Regions from separate parts of the Mus musculus genome. Here region 2 is linked to region 1. A link is a contact called in public HiChIP or PLAC-seq data. All regions are on one chromosome and are shown on one strand. The core of a region is the stretch at or near the end of the contact, and the rest is flanking DNA. Distances in the headings are between cores, read along the strand shown.

Region 1 (4,646 bases), core at 779-3,278:
TCGGTGGCGGATCCATCAGGATTTGCTACTGGGGGATTTAGATTTAATATGGCTTACAAGATTAGGATTCCAGTTATTGCACCCAGTGATTGAGTTTCCATCATTTCTTTTTCTTTTTTAAAGATTTATTTATTTATTATATGTAAGTACACTGTAGCTGACTTCAGACACTCCAGAAGAGGGAGTCAGATCTCCTTACGGATGGTTGTGAGCCACCATGTGGTTGCTGGGATTTGAACTCTGGACCTTCGGAAGAGCTGTCGGGTGCTCTAACTCACTGAGCCATCTCACCAGCCCCATCATTTCTTAACTAAGTTTGTGTTGTTTTCCTTCACACTGTGGCTTGTTCAAACGAGAAAGATACGTCGTCAAAGCGTGGGTTTGTCTGTGTGGTTTGCCACAGAGGCCGTGGGGGATCTGAAGCACGGGGCTGGTGTGGTATCGACCCGCCAGTGGGAATTTAGCGTGCTGGGTGGAGAGATTTTGGAGCTCTGAATCAGTCTCCCTGAGATAAGAGCTGGCCAGGCTTGAGAGTAGCAGGGTGTAGCGCGGGAACTTGGAGTTCTTGTAATATTTCCCGCAAGATTGCTGTATGCCTGTAACCCTTTGGTAACAAGAGGCTAAGGGGAAAAGAATTTGAGTTCCAGGTCAGCCTGGGTGACACAGTAAGAACTTGGGTAAAAAAGTCCAGGGGAGCCGGGCAGTGGTGGTGCACACCTTTAATCCCAACACTCGGGAGGCAGAGGCAGGCAGATTTCTGAGTTCGAGGCCAGCCTGGTCTACAGAATGAGTTCCAGGACAGCCAGGGCTATACAGAGAAACCCTGTCTCGAAAAAACAAACAAACAAACAAATAATAAATAAATAAATAAATAAATAAATAAATAAATAAAAAAAATCCAGGGAAGGGCTGGAGAGATGTCCAAGTGGTTAAGAGCACTGGCTGCTTTTCCAGAGGTCCTGAGTTCAATTCCCAGCAACCACATGGTGGATCACAACCATCTGTAATGGGATCTGATGCCCTCTTCTGGTGTGTCTGAAGACAGTGACAGTGTACGCACAGACATGAAATAACTAAGTCCGCAGCTTGGAAAGGTAAGGCTAGAATGGGAGCAAGTGCATGCCTGTCACCTCAGCACTTGGGTGCTGAAGCAGAGGGTCCCCTCTGCGTTTAGCTTGTTACAGCACGGGCACAAGCAGGTGAATGACTTAAGATTGATCGGAAGGACTCCGGTGGGTGAGTGGGCACAGAGTCAGGAGCTGTGTGGGTAGCGGGAAACAATCAAATCCCTTCTCTCATTTGGTTAAAGAAAAAAGAACATGTGCATGCACATGTGTGTACATGTGTGTGAGGAGACCAGAGGAGGGTGTTTGATCCCTAAAGCTAGAGTGACAGGGACTCGTGAGCCACCCAGGGGTGCTAGGAAGCAGATTTGAGCACTCCAGGAAAGCAGTAGCGGCTCTTAGCCACTGAGCCATCTCTTCAGCCCCTCTCTTTTAATTTTTACTACATTAAAAAAAATTAATTTCATGTCTGTGAGTACACTGTTGCTATCTTCAGACACACCAGAAGAGGGCATTGGGTCCCATTACAGATGGCTATAAGCTACCATGTGGTTGCTAGGATTTGAACTCAGGACCTCTGGAAGGGCAGCCAGTGCTCTTAGCCATTGAGCCATCTCTCCAGCCCAAATGTGTAACCCAGGCTAGCCTTGAACTCATGATCCTCCTCCCTCTGCCTCCTTCAGCAAATCCTACCAGCGTGTGCCACCACAACAGGCTCTTACTACATTTTTTATCATCTCTCTGTCTCTGTGTGTGCGTGTTCATGAGACAGAGCGTCTGTACAGGTCAGAGGACATCTCTCAGGAGTCGGTTCTCTCCTTCCACCCCATGGATCCAGAGGACCAAACTCAGTCTGTCAGGCTTTATGACAAGCCATCTTCACCAGCAGCATTTGTGCATTCTTCTCCCTTACCCCTGTTCATGAGTGACTCCGAGAACTTCCTGACTGTGAAGACAAGACAGCAGGCAGGACCCACCTCCTCGGGTTGTGACGGGGATGAGCGGAAATGGCAAGCTCAACTCACCCTGCTCAGCACCTGGCTCCTGAGGCATTCCAAGGGAATGTGACTGTCTACCTCTACAGATCCGCGCATGCGCGTGCTCGCGGGCCCCATTCTCCCTGTTGTTCCCGGCGCTATTAATTTCACTTTCTACTTACTATTTTTGGCACTTCAGAGGAGGAGTCTGTGGCTTTCTAGCAATTCTGGATATTATGGTGTTCTCTCTCACCTCTCACGGGGTTTCAAGGCTCATAAACCTCCCCCCTCCGGGCTTGCTGCCTTATTCCTGGCAATTTGGAAGGCAGTGCTGTGCCATCCTGCCCACACTTGACTGTTGAGGATCCCCCCTCCCCCAGCCTTTGCTTAAGAGGAGGGTCTTATGAAGGCTTTATTTTTAAGTAAGACTCTCTACCTCCATTTCCCCTGCCCCCATGCTTCAACCTCTCCTGCTCTCCTGAGACAGTGGAGGGCTTCCATCCCTTTCCTTTCTCCCCGCACTCTGGATTTCAAGATCAGCCTGACCCAGAGAAGGGGCAAATGGACCACATATATGCTGGGGTAGCCACACAAAGACCAGCAGAAATGGCTCACTCCATCCTCACTCATTCATACGAGAGTTGGGATGTTATAGGCCACTGGTAAGGCTGGGTGTGACGGCGCACACAACTGTAATCCGAGCGGTCAGAAACAGGAGTGCTACAAGTTCGATGCTAGCCCAGTACACGTGGCCTGTTCTAGGGTAGCCACCCTGTCTCAGAAAACAAAACAAAAAGCTGTGTGTAGCTTTCAAGCCAGCCTGGAAAGGCAGCCTCTCCTCCCGCGTGCCCTGTCTTCCCCTGTGCCCCCAACCTTGGTTTCAAATAGAACTGCAAATGGAAACCTGGCCAACTCTGGCTGAAGTCCTCTTCCCAAGACCTTTCTTCTTTAGCCTGAGGTGGCCTCAACCCACCATTCCCCAAAGCACACCACACATCTGTGTCTCTAAGTGTAAAATTGCAGGATGGACCGCACAGACACCCTGCATTCAACAAGGCCTGTGTCTTTCGCTCCAAGGTGGGTTCGGCTACCCAGGGAAGACAACAATGAGTGTACACCTAGCCCAGTGCAGCCACAGACGGGAAGCAATTCCATCTCTGTAAGTCTACAGCGCCCCCTTCAGGAACAGACAACAGGAAAGGGTGTCACCACCTGCAGGCAACCTCCTAGGCCTGGCCAATCCAGGCTGCTCTCTCTGACTCTTGACCATTGCCCTTGGCACTGCTGTTCCAACTCCTGCCGGTCAACTCCTTTGGCCACTAAAAGCCTAGAGACAGCTGGGTGTGTTGGCGCACACCTTTAATCCCAGCACTCCAGAGGCTGAGACTATTCAGATATATTGTTGGTCAGCCTGGTCTACACAGAGAGAGTTCCAGCACAGCCAGGGCTACACAAAGAAACCTTGTCTGCAAAGTGGTGGGGAAGACCTAGAGACCTTGAAGAAATTACCTGTTGAAATGGTGGATTTCAGAAAGGCAGAAACCAAAGCCACGTAATTAGAGTCACGTGATACAGGTCCCTCCCTCCTGCCCAGGAGGGAACAAGTGTGGCCTGAGCCGAGTTGATGGGTTCCCGTTGCACAGATCTTCCTGGGAAGACATGAACAAACATCTGCTTGCCCAAGGTGGTCGACCAACTTATCACCAAGGAGGAATTCCAACCCAAGGCTGAGTGCTGAGCCGGTGAGCTCTCTGAGAGTAGGAAAGGAGACAACTGAGCTGCCAACTCTCTGAGAAGAAGGCCCCAGCACTGCAAAGACTCATGAAAACTGCACCCAGGAAGTGCTTACTGCTCATGTCTGTCTCTTGGACAGGTCCCCTTCTTTAGAGATTTATATTTTCAGTTATATGGACTGGCATCTGTAAATGCAGTATCCTTGGTGGCCAGAAGAGGGCGCTGGATTCCTCTGGCTCTGGAGTTAAAGGAGACGAGCTGTCCGAAAGGGACTGGTAACCAAATTCTGGTCCTTTGAGAGACCAGCATGTGCTCCTACTGCTAAGCCATCTCTCCGGCCTCTATTGTCAAGCCTTACAAGACTCCTTCCTCCCTCCTGGAGCGGATGTGTCGATTGGGAATGGAGAGGAAGCACACAGGAGGGTCCTGGCTTTCAATCCCCAGTCACCCATCCTCTTATGGTTAGGCGTGCTTGCTCTCTGTTCCCACCCTGACCAGCTATTCTCTGCAAAGCCCCTTGTACTCATCTGATCTGGGTATGTTGAATGATATCTTTCCCACCAGAGATATAAGTCCACTCCCTAGTCCTGGGTCCCGTAAGGTGACCGGATCTAGAAAAGGGATGTTTGTAGATGTGAGGACTCTGAAAATAAATAATCCTAGGTTATCTTAGGCCAATGTCTAGTGATGGCTGTCATAGGATACATACACACATGGTGGGGCGGGGGGGGGGGGAGCTGGCATCTTGATGTTTAAGTATATATATATGTGTTGTTTAAAGACATTTGGCTCTAAGGAGTGGACACAGTACCTTGACAAATCAGAGCCCTTCCGGAATATTCTCTGAGGTAGCAAGGTTGTTGTACTTCTT
Region 2 (4,646 bases), core at 1,056-3,555, 610 kb after region 1:
CTTAACTGGATGCAGACCTTGCCAAGTAAGCCTGAAGACCTGAATTTAAGCGTTCTCTCTCTCTCTCACACACACACACACACGAAAAAGAAAAACAGAAAAGGAAAAGGGGAGAAAAAGCACGGCTAGGCTGGAGAGACAGCTCAGCAGTGAAGAGCACCCACATGACAGCTGACAACTAATGTCTGTAACTCCACTTCTAGGGGATCCAACGCCGTTTTCTGGCCTTCAAAGGCACCTGGTATGCACGTGGTGCACAGATATATCTGCAGGCAAAACACTAAGTCTTAAAAAATTAAAAATTAAAACTATACAGTAGTCAGTGTTTGTAATTGCAGAACTGAGGAGATAGCTAGGGCTCCCAGACTATCCAGTCTTGTCTCATTGGAGAATTCCAGGCCAGGAGAGACCTTGTGCTGTTGTTGTTTTTTTTTCCCCCAAAAAAGTAGGCTAGAGAGATGGCTTAGTGAATAAACTATGTACCACACAATTTGGAATCCAAGAACCCACATTTAAAAAGTTACATGGGGGCTGGAGAGATGGCTCAGCGATTGGGAGCACTGACTGCTCTTCCAGAGGTCCTGAGTTCAAATCCCAGCAACCACAGGTGGCTCACAACCATCTGTAATGGGATCCGACGCCTCTACATGCAGCTAGAGCAGTCACACATAAAACCAACAAGTCTTAGTAGCGGGCATCTGTAACCCACCAGGTGTACAGTAAGATGAGGCCTAAGCAGGAGAATCCCGGAAACTGGTCGGCCAGGAAGCCTGGTGTGGGCATGCTCAGCAAGAGAGCCTGCCTGTACACAAAGTGCACGGGGAGGAAGGACACCCCGAGGATGGCCATTCGGGGAGGGAGTCACTGAGCCCTCTCGGGGAAGCTGCTGCTGTCAGCTCTACCAGAGGAGCTCCCTTCCACAGTGCAGAGATGGCTGCAGAAATCACAGATGGTCCACGGCCTGACCACACAGGGTTGTTGCTGTGGCTGCAGACACTCCCTCCAGGACTCAACACTGAGGACAGAACAGGGGAGATGTCCTGAGTCATATGACCAGTCTCAACCACAAGGAAACCTGGGAGGTTCTCTGTGAAAAAGAGCGTCAACCGGAGAGCAGTGTCTGCGATTTCAAGGACTCCAGCTCCATACTGACAGCTCATAACTCCAGGGGATCCTACACCTCTGGATGGACGCTTAAATATTAAAAAATAAGAGCCGGGCGTGGTGGTGCACACCTTTAATTCCAGCACTCCAGAGGCAGAGGCAGGCAGATTTCTGAGTTCGAGGCTAGCCTGGTCTACAAAGTGAGTTCCAGGACATCCAGGGCTACACAGAGAAACCCTGTCTCGAAAAACCAAAAAAAAAAAAAAAAGAGAACAAATTTAGTTGTAGTTGGGGCTGGCTTGCAGGTTCAGAGGTTCATGGCAGGAGCATGGCAGCACGCAGGAGACAATGTGCTGGAGGAGCTGAGAGTTCTACATCACAACCCACAGGCAGCAGGAGGAGGCTGACACACTGGGCATAGCTTGAGCATACAGGACTTGAAAGCCCGCCCACACAATAACATACTTCCTCCAACAAGGCCACACTTCCTAGTAAGTGCCAATCCCTATGGGCTAGGCATTCAAACACATGAGTCTATGGGGGGCCGTTCCTTTTCAAACCCCCATACCCATGTGGCCTTGAACTCACGACCCTGCTGCCTCAGTGTCCCAAGTATGAGGATTAGAGGTACAGACCCACCTTGTCTAAAACATGGTAAATGGAATGGTAACCTTATGGTTTTGAGACAGTGTCTCAAGTCAAGTAGCTCAAGCTAGCTTTTAAACTCACTGTTGTAGCTGAGAACCCTGGATTCTGGACCCTCCTGCTCCACGCCCCAGGTGTGAACTACGGGTGTGAACTACAGGTGTGAGTTACAGATGTGCACTAGGCCCTATGTCTTTACAAGGTGCTGAGACCCGGCCCAGGGCTCTGTGTATGAGAGGCAAGCATTTTACTGACTGAGCTCCATTTCCAGCCCAAAAGAACAGTAATTTTCAAAGATAATTTGTTAAATGTCACATAAAATTTTACAAATGCACACTTTGTGAGATGGGAAAAACAGTAATTATTGTGATTAGCAACACTACCGAATTGTGTGATGTAAAGACGTTACTGACAGCAGAGAGAAATGTTGAACTATTCGTTTAAAATTTTCACCTATTCTTTTATTAAGAGGCAGCACCTCACTCTGCAGAACAGGCTGGAGCTCACTGCGACTCAGAGCAGCTTGCAGTCACTGCGGGGCTTCTGACTCAGGCTCTTGGGCTCTGGGATTACAGAACTAAGTCAGCACAGCAAACTCCAGAGAACAGGAAAAGCAGAGAGCAAACCACAGAGAACAGGGAAATCAGATTATTTTTAACATTTTATATATAAAATCTTCCTACACATAGGTCTGTATATTACACGTGTGCCTGGCGCTCTTGGAGGCCAGAAGAGGGCATGAGTTATGGACAGCTGTGAGCCTGTAGGAGCTGGGAATTGAACCCAGATCCTCTGAAAAAGCAGCCAATTCTCTTACCTTCTGAGCCATCTCTCTAGCCCTGTAAATCATTCTCCACCTGCTTAAAGAGCACAAAGCCAATAAAAGCAGGTACAGAATTCAGACTAGAAAAGAACCATTATGATAGGTTCTGAGGCCCCATTAAAACACATATAAACCGTTCACATCGTAAAACTGCCTACCGACTGAGGAAGGGATATCTTCCTACACACTGGAGGACATTATCTAGAGACTGCCTGATGGAACAGAGCACCATGCAGTGCCACAGAAGACAAGCCACACACAGGAGACATTTCAGAGCTCAAGTAAGTCACATGTGGTGGACTCATACGAGGATATTTTCTGAGCCAGTACTTCCAATGAGGCAGGAGGATCTCTAAGTTCAAGGCCATTCTGGTGTACATAATGAGTTCTGGGCCAGTGAGAGCTGCATAGTCTTACCATGTCTCAGAAATAAAAATGGGGTCAGAGACAGCTCAGCAGTTAGAGCCCTGGCTGCTCTTGCAAAGGACCTGGGTTTGATTCCCAGTCCCTACCCTGTGGCTCACAGCTGTTTACAACTATGGTTCCAAGGGATGTGTCACCCTCTGACCTTCCAGGGCACCAGGCTCAAATAGAGGACACAGATGTAAGCAAAATAGCCATACACATAAAATAAAAATGTTAATTAAACTAACTTGCTGTTACAAACATGAAGCATGTCTATAATGGGAAAACTGAGAGTAAAGTGGGCTGCAACTCTATTTAGAGACTTGCCCAAAATAGCTGTTTCTGACAAATGCCCAACAGCTTCTGCCCACAGCATCCACACGCTGCTGCTGCTAGGATACGCCATCAGTGCAAGCTTCTGCTGCCAGAGCCCTGCACGCTGCACTTGTGTGGCTGGGGCTGCTGTCTCTCAGCCACTGCGCTGTGGTTAACACTGGCGTAGAGTCTACCTTAGAAATATATTTCTGTTCAAGCCTTTTTCATTTTACTTTTCGGCTCCTTTGCAGATTTACCCAAAGAAAATGCATATGCGCATTATCTTACCAGAAACAGCACCATAGACAGAGAGAGCCTTCTGGGTTTGTTTCCTGTCACGGAGTGGATGGGACAGGTCACAGATAACATTACCTCCAGCCTGACAGATTTAAAGATTGTCTAACCTCAGACCTCCCTCTCCAAAACAGAACTCCCTTTCAAAATAAAGGGTGCAGAACCAGTAACTCTTTCCTTTCTCTCCGTAAATCTATCTTGTGTAGTTAGGCTGAGGACCTCCCTTCAGTGGGAGAGTGGAAACTGAAGCCTTCTGGCCATGTGCCACCTCAGGATCCACAGCGCTCCTGGGAGAGCACACATCATTCACTAACTTTTCAGTAATGGCCTTCCTGCCCCCAAACCTCTCATCCAGCATTTGTCCCTAGCACTCTGGACAGTTCTGTCCCTGTACTGATCAACTGACCACAGCAACAAGGCCAGCTAACCTTTCCTGAGGCCTCGCCATGTCCCTGCAAAGCACTTACTTCTCTCTCCAGTGTCTCAGGGCCTCATAAACAGGAAGAGCTTCCAGGTGCGCTGCCTCACACCCACATCCCAGCACCAGGGAGGCAGAAGATGGTGGGTCTCCCGAGTTCAAGGACAGTCAGGACTACACAATGACATTTTGTCAAGACAAAAAGGAGGGAGGGGAGGAGGGACATTCTTAGTCAGCTTCCACCTCCTCATCTCATACCATGCTCTGATATCAGTTCCTAACCAAGAGCTATCTCCCTCTCCAGCTCCCACAAGCTGTGACTAAAGATGTGTGCCACCATGCCTGGCTTAAAACCATCATCTTGAAAGGACTCAGAATCACCTAGAAGGCACACCTCTGTGGCAGGCAGCATCCAGATGATTAGCTGAGGCTGAAAGACCTTCTAAGAACAACCCAGACAGAAAGGGATCCCAGAAGAAGCAGTAGAGAATGGCTGCCTTCCCCTGGGCAGCTTCCACGTGTGCTCAACACCAGCCACATCTGGGGAGCATCCAGGCCTCCGGCTCTAGATTGGCACTGCTGAGGTAGCTTCACAGAGTAGGCACCTACCGGTCCTCTGCTTTCCCAGGCAGCTACACCCCA

Evidence for each region. HiChIP or PLAC-seq counts read pairs in DNA pulled down with a chosen protein or histone mark.
Region 2: a contact with region 1 is called in an H3K4me3 HiChIP or PLAC-seq map of bone marrow-derived macrophages, with 6 times the contacts expected there. The contact joins two enhancer-like sites. A contact is called at or near these places in 1 of 115 datasets of contacts at active chromatin or transcription factors (bone marrow-derived macrophages) and 1 of 9 other capture datasets (embryonic stem cells).

What each region holds. Positions count from the first base shown.
Region 1 is chr17:26,998,098-27,002,743 of GRCm38.p6, forward strand. No RefSeq gene overlaps it. Among named protein-coding and RNA genes, the nearest start is that of Zbtb9, 27 kb to the left of the region's middle. Within about 2 kb of position 2,029, at least 40 of the 459 cell types and tissues checked have an H3K27ac peak or open chromatin away from gene starts, as enhancers often do. A contact at or near this core is called in bone marrow-derived macrophages, where this site is marked.
Region 2 is chr17:27,607,491-27,612,136 of GRCm38.p6, forward strand. All of the region lies in intron 1 of Nudt3 (nudix (nucleotide diphosphate linked moiety X)-type motif 3), which reads right to left. Among named protein-coding and RNA genes, the nearest start is that of Nudt3, 14 kb to the right of the region's middle. Within about 2 kb of position 2,306, at least 33 of the 459 cell types and tissues checked have an H3K27ac peak or open chromatin away from gene starts, as enhancers often do. A contact at or near this core is called in bone marrow-derived macrophages, where this site is marked.